Linked DNA regions of Rattus norvegicus: region 2 is linked to region 1. A link is a contact called in public Hi-C data. All regions are on one chromosome and are shown on one strand. Each heading gives the region's core, a stretch centred on a gene start, on an enhancer-like site or on the middle of the called end of the contact. The rest is flanking DNA. Distances are from core to core; before and after follow the strand shown. Region 1 holds the start of Pdgfd (platelet derived growth factor D). Region 2 has its middle 390 kb from the start of Ddi1.

Region 1 (5,333 bases), core at 2,128-4,627:
TAAATAAATCCTTTCTCCCTTAAGCCATTGTCCTGAATGTTTTATCACAGTGCAAGAATGAGTCTAGGATAGAATATAGTCAGAGTTTGTAACAAAAAGGATTCAAAGAGATGTGGGCTTGAATGAGCCTGCACACATAGCACGGATTGAAATCCATTTGTGAGGATATGTTAAAAAAAATCAGAATTCCAAAAGCAGTCCTCTAGGAGGTATTATAGAAAGGACAGAATAGAAGTCAGGAGGCGGTTTCCTTGATCCGTTAGTTATTTTGAGACCTATTGAGTGAAAGGTCAACCACAGAGGAGATCTTCTTTGAACAGAGTAGTCATCATAAAAATGACAAATATTGTCAAGAGAATGGTCCTGCACAAGTTACAATTTAAAGATTGGCAGAAGTTCAGTTTAATAAAAGGGAACAGGGTGGGTGACCCACTTGCAGAGTTGAGAAGTATTCAAAAGGCCAGGCCACATATTCCTTCTCCACTGAGGATTTTATAAGCAGCAAAAGAAGCCAAGAATGTTTGAAAATGAAGCAGAAAACAGCCTTCTTGGGTCCTATTATAAAGGAAAAGGGCACAGGATAAAAATAGTGTCATGTCCAAACTTAACCATGTTACAAGCCCTTCCTGATACAGTATTCATTTGGGGTAAACACCATTGTGGCTAAACCTATTATAAGAGGCTATTATTTCTTTCATTTTCTTAACAATGCATGTACCCTTTAGTTATATAAATTTCACCGGGCAGTGGCTAAATACAGATGAGATGATTTGAGTCATTAATCATAATAAAAATATTTATAAACCTGATTTCATTGTGTTGGTTCACTCTTCTTGGTTGTCCACAAGCATTTAAAAGCAGTGACTAATTTAGTGTTTTGTTGAGTTAGTTTGAAACGCAAATAATTTTCAAGATAATCTTCCCTCTTATCTTCATGCCAGAATTTCCTCACTGTTAAAATACTTTTAGTAAAATTTGCTGTGTGCACAATCACGCCTTAGTGCCTATAACTGGGCTAATTTGTAAAAGTTAATTATTAAGTGATGCTCAAAAGAAGATTGAAAATAATCACTTTGATGCAGGTGCCTGATTTTGTGTCTTATTGCTGCATTTAGATATATATTGCTATTAAAAATCATGTTGATTGCTGATGTCTTCGAAAAATTTGAACATTTTGGTATTTGGAATAATTACATAACAACTGTACATTTTTCTCATTCTTCCTAGATCCTCATGGTTGAACCTAAGTAAAAAATCAACATTTCCAACTACATCTAGAAGATGACTTGGATGCTTCAGCAAGCCTTCTACTCCTGCTCTTATGCCGCAGGTCCCTCTACTCTTATTAATGCAGACATTCATTTGCTAAGATTTCTCTGCTTCACTAGGTTATACACTTAGGGGATTAAGAAACTTGTCTCAATGGATTGCTATTGCACCTTCAAGGTATTTAGAACAGAGAATGTAACAAAAGAAAACCTAGTGTTTGCTAAATAAATATACGAGAAACTGCAAAGTTGTGCTTGCTTTTAAGTTTGTACGGTGGCTCCATGTGTGCGCATGTGTGAAACCCAAAAGCTAACACTAGATTCCTCTATCATTTCCCACCTTAGTTTTTGAAGCCGTGTCTCTGGCGGAATCATGAGCTTTCCCCTTACACTAGTTAAAACCCAGGCATCTAAGCTGTTTGCTCTTCACAGCACTGGAGCTTCAAATGTGAGCCACACAGCTAGGCTTCTTGTATACACAGGTATAGTGCAGGTCTTCCCGTACTCCCTGACTGAACCAGCTCCTGAGCGCCGACCCACTGCAGGGCAGGTTACGTATTTAAAGTTTTCTTTTCCTCAGGGTTGCAATTTTTTTAAATTGTAGGCCACATAAATAGCATGTACCCCTAAAACAATGATATGCACAAAGCAAGAGCATCATCGATGAACTTGATCGAGAACTTTCTTAGCTACCGTATTCCATTTTACTCACTCAGAAAGGAAGTGACCCACGTCTGTGTCCTCTTCCGTGCTGGGTGGCAGAGGAACAGCCATAGTCTGTATTGTCATAGCCCCCTTCCTCTTCAGCCACTTCTAATGAATGGGTATCATGTATGTCCTGTACACTAAATGATGTTGGGATTTCTGTTTTAAAAATGTCACTGATGTCAATAGTTGAGGAAATATGTATGTTTGATTCAGATTCATCTACAAAACAAAATCACAGTCTAAAATTATTTCATCGAATTCTTGCCACAGTCACACAAAGCAAATCCCACTTGTACTTTGACCTAAAGACACTGAGTTTCTGGGGTCAAGTGCTTTCTGACTTTCCTTCCCCCCACTGGTTCTTGACCTCTGCCTAAATATCCGTCCTTCATGTCTTCTATTTTATGAACATATTTAAAATCTAGAAAACATATAATATTCACAGGATTTTGCTTTTCTCTTTTCTTTGTTAGACAGGGTCTGCACTTAGCCAGGCTGTCCTTGAAAGGAAGTTCACTATACTGCTTAGGATGGCCTTGAACCCTGATCCTCTTGCCTTCGCCTCCAAAACACTGAGATCACAGGCATTCACCACTACTACTGCATCTAATTTATTTCTGTTTGTTTATTTTTTGTTATTGTTTGAGACAAAGACCCTCCGTGTAGCCCTCTTCTGCCTCTGCCTCTGCCTCAAGGCATGAGAACAGTTGCTGCTTCTCTTCCTGAATCTTGTTATTTTACTTAACGTGATGATGTCTGTTACTGTACTTACTGTAGGAAAGGTCACAAATACATCTGTGTGCCTTAGGAAAGATGACTGGCCTTGTTTTTCAGTTGAAATCACCTGTCAGTCACTCAGGACTTACTGACTGGGGCCTCAAGGCAAGCTCAGCATGGGCTTCTTTGTGTTTGCACTTCCCTAGGAAGGTGGAGTGAAGGCTGTTCAATAGAGTGATTTGAGTTCTAGTATAAAAAACAGTCCTCAGTAAATTCCAGCCACCAAAGCCAGCACTTAGTGGGCTGTCAAAGGACTTAACCACTCACCTCTAGAGAAGTTCTATCCTCCTCCTTCTCAATACTCCTGACCACTTTGTGCCCTGCTTCTAGTCTTTTCTATTAAACCCTGGGAAATGAGAAGGATCTGGACCACCTTCAAACTGGGCATGCTCTGTGACAGAGCTATTTTGGCTGGGATTCAGAGCCAGGACTCCCGGATCCCTGCTCCCAGCCACACTGCACAGTGGCTATACAGCCTCCCTTCCCCAGCTGAGCCAGACGCTGTGACGCCCGCCCCCTGCAGCCTGTGCTGCAGCCTCCGGCCACCGGAGGGGGGCGAACCCACGTCAACCTGTTGTTTGTCCAGTCCCTATTGATCAAGTCAGCGCCACAAGGAAGTGCGGCACCCACACGCGCTTGGAAAGTTCAGCATTCAGGAAGTTTTGGGAGAGCTGGGCCAGTAGCTGGGCGACTTGGGCAGCGCTGGGCACGCGGGACAGTGCAGGCGGAAGGCGCGGGCTGTGCAGTAGACCTCCACCGTACCAGCCCCGTGGGCTTTATTTATTTATTTATCTATCTTTAGAGCGACGGTGTCCCTAGGTCACAGATCCCAAATGCACCGGCTCATCTTAGTCTCCATTCTTGTGTGTGCGAACTTTTGCTGCTATCGGGACACTTTTGCGACTCCGCAGAGCGCATCCATCAAAGCTTTGCGCAATGCCAACCTCAGGAGAGATGGTAAGCACTCATTTGATTTGTGTTCATCATTGGAGAGGTCACATTTGCTATTGTCAAGGTTCTTTGGGTCATTCACCCCGCCCCCACGTCCTCCGTTTTTTAATTTTTCAAATGAACTCAGGCGGAAGGCATCCCCAGGGAGGGAATTCTCCTCTTCCTCCTCCCCCCCTCCCCCCACTAAGATTGCCCCTCCTTCCAGAACTGTAGGAGAGAATGTGTGAAGTGTCCTGGGGGCCGTTGGGGGCAGTACTATGGGCCAAAGGGCTTTCTCCCCTGCACCCTTACAAGTCTTATCCTTAGGTGTGTCCTGGAGTAGTTGATACCAGAATGCCTGTGTTTCCAGGGTTTGAAAGCTGCATGATGTGCTCCTCGTGGGTCAGGCTAATCTGACACTCCTAAAACACAGGCATTGTGGTGGGGCAGTGGAGTCCAATGTCCTTTACTGGATGACATAATTCTTATTTCTTTGTTTCTTTTAGTTAGGGGAGTAAGGATGACACGTTTCAACATTGTGGTTACTTTTGCAGCAGACCGGCATTGTATACACCGTTTATTTTCAAAAGAAGTCAATGTTGTACTTTATGCCCCTCAAGTGACTTTCTCTTGTAGTTCATTAAGGCTCAAGAACTTAGAGTGTGGGAGGCAGAGCTCCTGGAATGTTCTTGTACCACAGGGAACCTGGCTTCTTTGGTTGGTTTCCTTTGTACGGAGTTTCCCAAGCTCCTGAAATGACTGTCCTAAGAATGAAATTGAGCAAGCAGGCTTGTTTTCCTACCCTGTGGAGGACACATGGAAAAATAGGCCCCTGAAACTTCAAATTTAGTTTCTTTACTTCTGAGACTTAGGCCCTCAGCTGTAAGATCCTTGCAGTGGGGTACCTGGAATGGCCCAAGGGGGTTTTTGGCTTTTGTTTTCCTACATGAAGCTCATCCTCTCTTACTTGCTTAAAGTACCCAGAGCCTTTACTTTCTTCCACATCACTACTCCACCAAGGACATCATCAAGTTGTTCTTAGTGGCTTGGTTGAACTAGCAATAGATAGTGGCCGCCTTAGTCACTAATCAGTGTCTTTCTTGGAAATTGACCTGAAGAGGGATGGGCAGTGGAGGGGTGGGGAGTGGAAGGGTTGGGGGCAGAGCTGGCTGCGGTGGGAAATCCACCACTATGCTTTCTATATTTATTTTTTTTTATTAACTTGAGTATTTCTTATATACATTTCGAGTGTTATTCCCTTTCCCGGTTTCCGGGCAAACATCCCCCTCCCCCCTCCCCTTCCTTATGGGTGTTCCCCTCCCAACCCTCCCACCATTGCCGCCCTCCCCACATAGACTAGTTCACTGGGGGTTCAGTCTTAGCAGGACCCAGGGCTTCCCCTTCCACTGGTGCTCTTACTAGGATATTCATTGCTACCTATGGGGTCAGAGTCCAGGGTCAGTCCATGTATAGTCTTTAGGTAGTGGCTTAGTCCCTGGAAGCTCTGGTTGCTTGGCATTGTTGTACATATGGGGTCTCGAGCCCCTTCAAGCTCTTCCAGTTCTTTCTCTGATTCCTTCAATAGGGGTCCTATTCTCAGTTTAGTGGTTTGCTGCTGGCATTCGCCTCTGTATTTGCTGTATTCTGGCT
Region 2 (5,770 bases), core at 2,830-5,329, 500 kb after region 1:
GTTAATAACCTATTTACCCTAGCCATGGGTCTAGCCATGTTCACCAGGCATAAGTTCTTCCTTTGCAGCAAGCATCGTATCCAATTAAGAGAGAGACTGGTTGCCTCCATAAACAGTCATTTCACTTCTATAGCAGTGGGCACATCCTTCCTGGCAGGTGGGTATTATAGCATACAGTGCTCACTGCTGAATAAGATCACTGTTCACTTTTCTGCCCCAGCAGCCTTCACACAGCCTTCCAGTGGGGTGAAAGATGGCCAGCAAGGAAAAACTTTCCTGAGAGTTAAAGATTGACTTCTCTATGTTATGCAATCAAAATGCACACAGTCTTCAACAGTAGTGTCTCACCATCTAGTTATGGCCAGCCAAGAGCAATAGAAATAACCTATCTCGTTCTGGAGCTCTGCAGCCCCCTGACCAATAATTTATAAGAAGGCACTGAAATCTTCCTTAATAACTCATGGGATATTTGTGCTCAAACTCCTTTATTTCGTTTTTCACTAGTTCATTAGCAAGTTTTTATTATTACGTCTAGTCCCTTGTCCAACTTCCATTGCAACGTATCTGAAAGTATGATCACTTCTCTGCCCCTCGCTAGCCTACAGGCTTCCACTCTTGCCTCATCAGCATGTTTCTACAGCAGCCCCAGGAAAGCCTTTTAAACATATATCCGATTGCTTGACTCCCCCTGCTCAGAACTCAAAACCTGTGTAACTTGTTCAACACAAAGGGAATCTTGTCTTGATGCTTTATACTGAGATGACAACCCCAGCTCCCTCCCCTGTTCCCTCAGTTCTTGTTTCACAGGCCTCCCTGAGCATGGAGCATGGAGCAAACACTCCACCAGTTTCCTTCCCTGTCTGCTGCTTTCCTGCACACACCCTGACTGACACTGTTGCTGTACATATAATGCCATTTCTCCACGCTGCAATCTCTGCCCTGCATAGTCTGTACTTCTTGGGTTTTAAATTCTGTCCTTTTTTCACATTATGTTTATTCATTTTTGGTTAATGATTCCTATTTTTGCTCCTGCATTGCAAACTCCTTGAAGGCAGGAACTTTCAATACACCTAAAACAACAAAGGTCTCCCTCTCTTCCTCCCTTCCTCCCCCCCCCCACCTCTCTCTCTCTCTCTCTCTCTCTCTCTCTCTCTCTCTCTCTCTCTCTCTCTGTCTTTCTCTCCCTCTCTCTCTCTCAAGTTCTATGTCTTCCCAGAAAGGAAATAGAGATTCAGAAGACAGGAACCCCAGTGTGCCATCAAAGGAGGTGGCTAAGGAAGCTGGCTTCTGTGTGTTTCTTATCTATTTGACACTACCCTGATGTCTTAAGAATGCTACTGATTCTTAGTCACGGTATGAGTCATCTATTTCTGGAAATCTTGTAGCAAAGCAAAAACATGTGCATAATACCTAGAAAAGGCTGAGTAGGATTTTAACGCAACCCTAAAATATAGTGTTATTCTGTTTTCTAATGAGCACACTTTCAGAAATGAAAGAAATTGTTTAGGGTCTCTGCATAAGAGAGGAAATTTGTCAAGTTCACTGCCTTTTTCTAGGTCAGTCTTAGCTAACTTATTTTGGATTATCTGAAAAACAGACACTGAATCTAAGATCTGGACACAAGAGGCTTTTAAGAGGAGAATCCTATAAGCACAAAGAGGATTGGGAGGAGAGACAAAGGCAGAAGTAGACCTGAGCGACCCATGTAGAATGGGCATCTGGGAGCTAGCTTGCCTGGCAACAGTGGGAAGGTGGATGAAGCTCCCCTCACCACTACCTCCCTGACAGATTAGGTAGAAGCCAGGCATTGTTTTCATTGTCTTTTTTCCTTGGATAGGGATTGATCCAGAAAATGCTCTAATGGAAAGAGATAGGGCAAATATTCTTCCTGAGTAGGATCTTACCAGAGGTAACCTTCAGGAAGGTTGTGACATATGGACAGGACAGAAAAGAGAGTCACAGAGGCTGCCAGTGCCCAAGTGTTCTTACACCATAAGTCTGTTTCCACTGTAAACCATAGATATGCAAGGTTTCCAGACACACACATTCCCAGCATTGTAGAAACGGTTAGTCTTTCATGATGAGTTTGATTTTATTTACATAGCTTATCTTGCTCATTTTTTCAGCAAATATTTGCAAAGTCTCTTATTTGTGTCTTGTCAAAGGATGGGAATGTAATGAGAAATGGAACAGCTTTGTCCTGAAAACTTGTTAGGAAGGAGTAACAATTTTCAGACTATGCACTAAAAAAAACTATCAGGACACATTGAATAGTTTTATGTAAATCATGCCTCAGCATAGCTACTAAATAAACTTTAAAGCTTAGGAGAGTAGAGAATGTAAACTTGTCACTACTGTAGACTAACATATCATAGCTCAGCACACACAGAACGCTAGTGTTTGATTGTTTGTTTGTTTGTTTGTTTGTCTGTCTGTTTGATTGGCTGGTTGGTTGGGTTTGCTGTATTCTAGACAGGATCTGGCTATGTAGCTATTCGTGTCTTAGAAGTCACTCTGTAGACCAAACTGCATCAAACTCACAAGGAAACTCCTGCTTCTGCCTCCGGAGTGCAGTGCATTCAAGGAGTGCACCACTGGTAAGCAGGCTGCTTTAACACCGTTTAAAAGCTAAAAGAGGAACACAGAATTATAAAAGGAGGCAGGACTTTAGAAGGTAGGGAAGGATTTTCAAAGCTTTGGGTGTACCTGAATTATCTGGAAGGATTGTGGAAACAGCCTAGTCACTGCCCCTACCCCGGTGGGGGGAGGATGTAAACCTTCTTTTTCAATAGATTTTTCCAATGAGGGTGGCCCTGTTATTTGCAGCCCCCAAATCAGAGCTCACATCCAGAAAGACCACAGTACAATTGAAGTACCATTCCAAACACTATATGAAGAAGACAGGCTACAACATTGGTGAGTGTGATAAACGCATGCTTGTTTTGCACCATATCATAAAAGAAGGGATTTGGAGTGATGAGCTTGTTTTAATATGGGGAATGGTTACATGGCTGTGTTTAGCTGATGAAATTTCAGTGGTTCATTTATCATTTGTTTGCATTTCAGTATAGGATACAATTGATGTCATAATAGAAATATATATGGAGAGAGAGAGAGAGAGAGAGAGAGAGAGAGAGAGAGAGAGAATATGAATGTGGGTTTTTTCCAAATGACCTTTAACATGAAGACAATCTAGGGACAAAAACATTTTGTTTAAGGATTCCCTTAATTTAGAGAATTAAATTTAAAGTAAAAGTGGATTCATTGTTGTTGTTTAAGAGTACATGGAAAGGGGAAGTAGTAATGGATAGGCAGTGTAAAGAGTTGGGGCTGAAATGGAAAATTATCTATCAAAACACACAATTGTGTACAAAATTCTCAGGATCCACTCTCAGATACTTGCTTTAATAATATTTAGCCATATGTCCTTGCCTCCAGTACTACAATATGATACTAGAAGATGTGTTGGAGGAAGTCTATCAATGAAGAGAAACAGAAAATCAACTGAACAATTGCTTCATACCCAGGGGAACTGCAGTGGGAAGCTGTGTTTAGTAACGGAAATATAGAGTCCCAAAGGACCAGTTGCTTGCGTCTTGAACATTAAAAGTCAAACACAAACAATGTTTGGCATGATCCCCGAACAGCTTCTAAAAAATTGACTGGATTTCTTTTCTCACACATTCCTTTCAAGAAGTACTTTGTTACAGGAACTATTTCTAAGAATATAGTCACAATAGTCACAAACAGCGTTTGTTCGTTGGTCTAAGGAATTCTTGGCATTTGGAGAGTCTCGGGACTTTCTTACACTAGAAGAATGCAATCCGTGCCGTGCGTGCCTGAGACTGCGTGTGTTCAGGAAGTGAAGCTAGTCTCATGGCACCTGTAAATTACCAGAACTGCACCAGGCAGGGTAATTCTCTGGACTCTGTTCTGTGCAGTCTCTTAGAGTTATGGGATGCCATTGTTCAGCCTTCAGCACTGGGCAACAGCTCTGTTATGATTATAATCCTACTGAACACATGTGCTGTACAATCCCCTTTAAAATCCTCTTTGTACGTTGTGAGTTACACTGACCACGGTTTCTGCCAGCTGGGTCCAGTGCAGGCTGTTCTGGGTGGCGGCTGAGCTCCAACTGACTTGGTATCATTAGTGTGATGTTCTTTGATCGCCTCCTGGTGTTGGTTCTGTGTAACGGCAACTGACATCTGACTGGTAGCTTTTAAGCAAACAAATGAAAGCAAAAGATGAATGAATTGTCCTACGATATCTAAATGATTACATCAGTGGTAGTGCAGGGGAGAGATGATGAACAGACAAAGAGGGCCTTCGGATCTCCTAGAGCAATATCACCTCCCTGCGATTTTGTAGTCTACAGCTTTAAAATGCTTAGTCAGCTTTGAATTGCTGTAACCCTCACCTCAACTCCCAGTAGTATCGAGTCTGGGGGCAGCATTTCAGATACAAACCCAACAGGATTTACATGCCCAGGCATCAGTTTTAAGCAACGCATCTGAGTGTGTAGGATGGATATTTCTAGAACTCTCTGTAAGAATACTGTTGGAGAGTGTTGACAGCCTTAGTGGTCACACCGGCTTCTTTGTGCTTATACCACTGAAAGTATTAATGGGGAGCTATGAATCCCATCTGTGCAATAAAGTTAGTCTGAATATTGAAAGGCACTATGTCTACAGGTTAAACATTTAGTTAAATACTCAGCCTGAGTTTATCTCCAGTTACCAATGTCTGCTAACTTGAGCACATAGTAGCTGAACCAGGAGTGTCTTGGTACTGTTCTCACGATGATCCAGCTCCCCACATGTCTTTGTTATAATGGCTTTGTCTTCGTGTTTTATCTGTTACTCACGCTAATATGACTATGACCCCATTTTTTTTCTTTTATTGAAAATAGATTCTTTTCTTATACAATATATCCTGATTAGTTTCCCCTCCCTTTAGTCCTCCGGGTTTCTTCCCACCTCCCCTCCCCTCCAGATCCGCTCCCTTTCTGTCTCTCATTATTAAAAAACAGGCTTCTAAAAATAACAGCTAAACATTACAAAATCAAAATATAAAATTAAACAAAAATTATCATATTGAAGTTGGACACAGCAAGCCAACAGGAGAAAAGGGGTCTTCAAAGCAGGCACAAGAAGCAGAGACTCACTCATTCTCATAGTCAAGAGTCCCTTTAAAACAGTAAGCTAATACCTACATGCACACACATGCACACACACACGCACACACACACACACACACACACACACACACACACACACACACATGTCCTGGTGCAGACCTGTGTAGGCCTTGTGCTTGCAGCTTCCGTCTCTGTGAGCTCAGATGCACCTTGTTTAGTTGATTCAGAGGACTTTGGTCTCCTGGGGTCCTCCACCTGCTCTGGCTCTTACAATATTTCCACCTCATCTTGAACAGGGTTTCCTGTGCACTGAGGGAAGAAATTTGATAAAGACTGCTACATTTAGACTCTATCTCTGAATAACGTCTGGCTGTGGGTCTCTGTACCTGTTCCCATCTGCTGCTGAAGGAAGCCTTTCTGATAAATGGATAAGTCATTGATCTATGAGTATAGCATAATATCGTTAGGAATCATTTTACTGGTTGTTTTTTAGACATGTTTTTGCTTAGTTTCCAAAGAGGATCAGAACATCTAATTTACTAGAGTACAATTTTTAGGTTCTGGGCATTTTTGGTTTTACCGTAGGCCTCTGGGCTATCTAATCTCTAGTTCTTGGTTGCTCAAGCAGTG

The links. Hi-C and Micro-C count contacts between places; a contact is called where the count stands out from the background.
Region 2: a contact with region 1 is called in a Hi-C map of psoas muscle, with 4 times the contacts expected there. The contact joins the enhancer-like site here to the promoter of Pdgfd in region 1. A contact is called at or near these places in 2 of 12 Hi-C or Micro-C datasets (Schwann cells and psoas muscle).

The regions. Positions count from the first base shown.
Region 1 is chr8:11,770,131-11,775,463 of GRCr8, forward strand. It overlaps Pdgfd (platelet derived growth factor D), which reads left to right and starts at 3,378. Exons shown (of 7, transcript NM_023962.3): 1 at 3,378-3,710. The coding sequence starts at 3,587.
Region 2 is chr8:12,274,247-12,280,016 of GRCr8, forward strand. No RefSeq gene overlaps it. Among named protein-coding and RNA genes, the nearest start is that of Ddi1, 390 kb to the left of the region's middle. Within about 2 kb of position 4,080, at least 35 of the 93 cell types and tissues checked have an H3K27ac peak or open chromatin away from gene starts, as enhancers often do.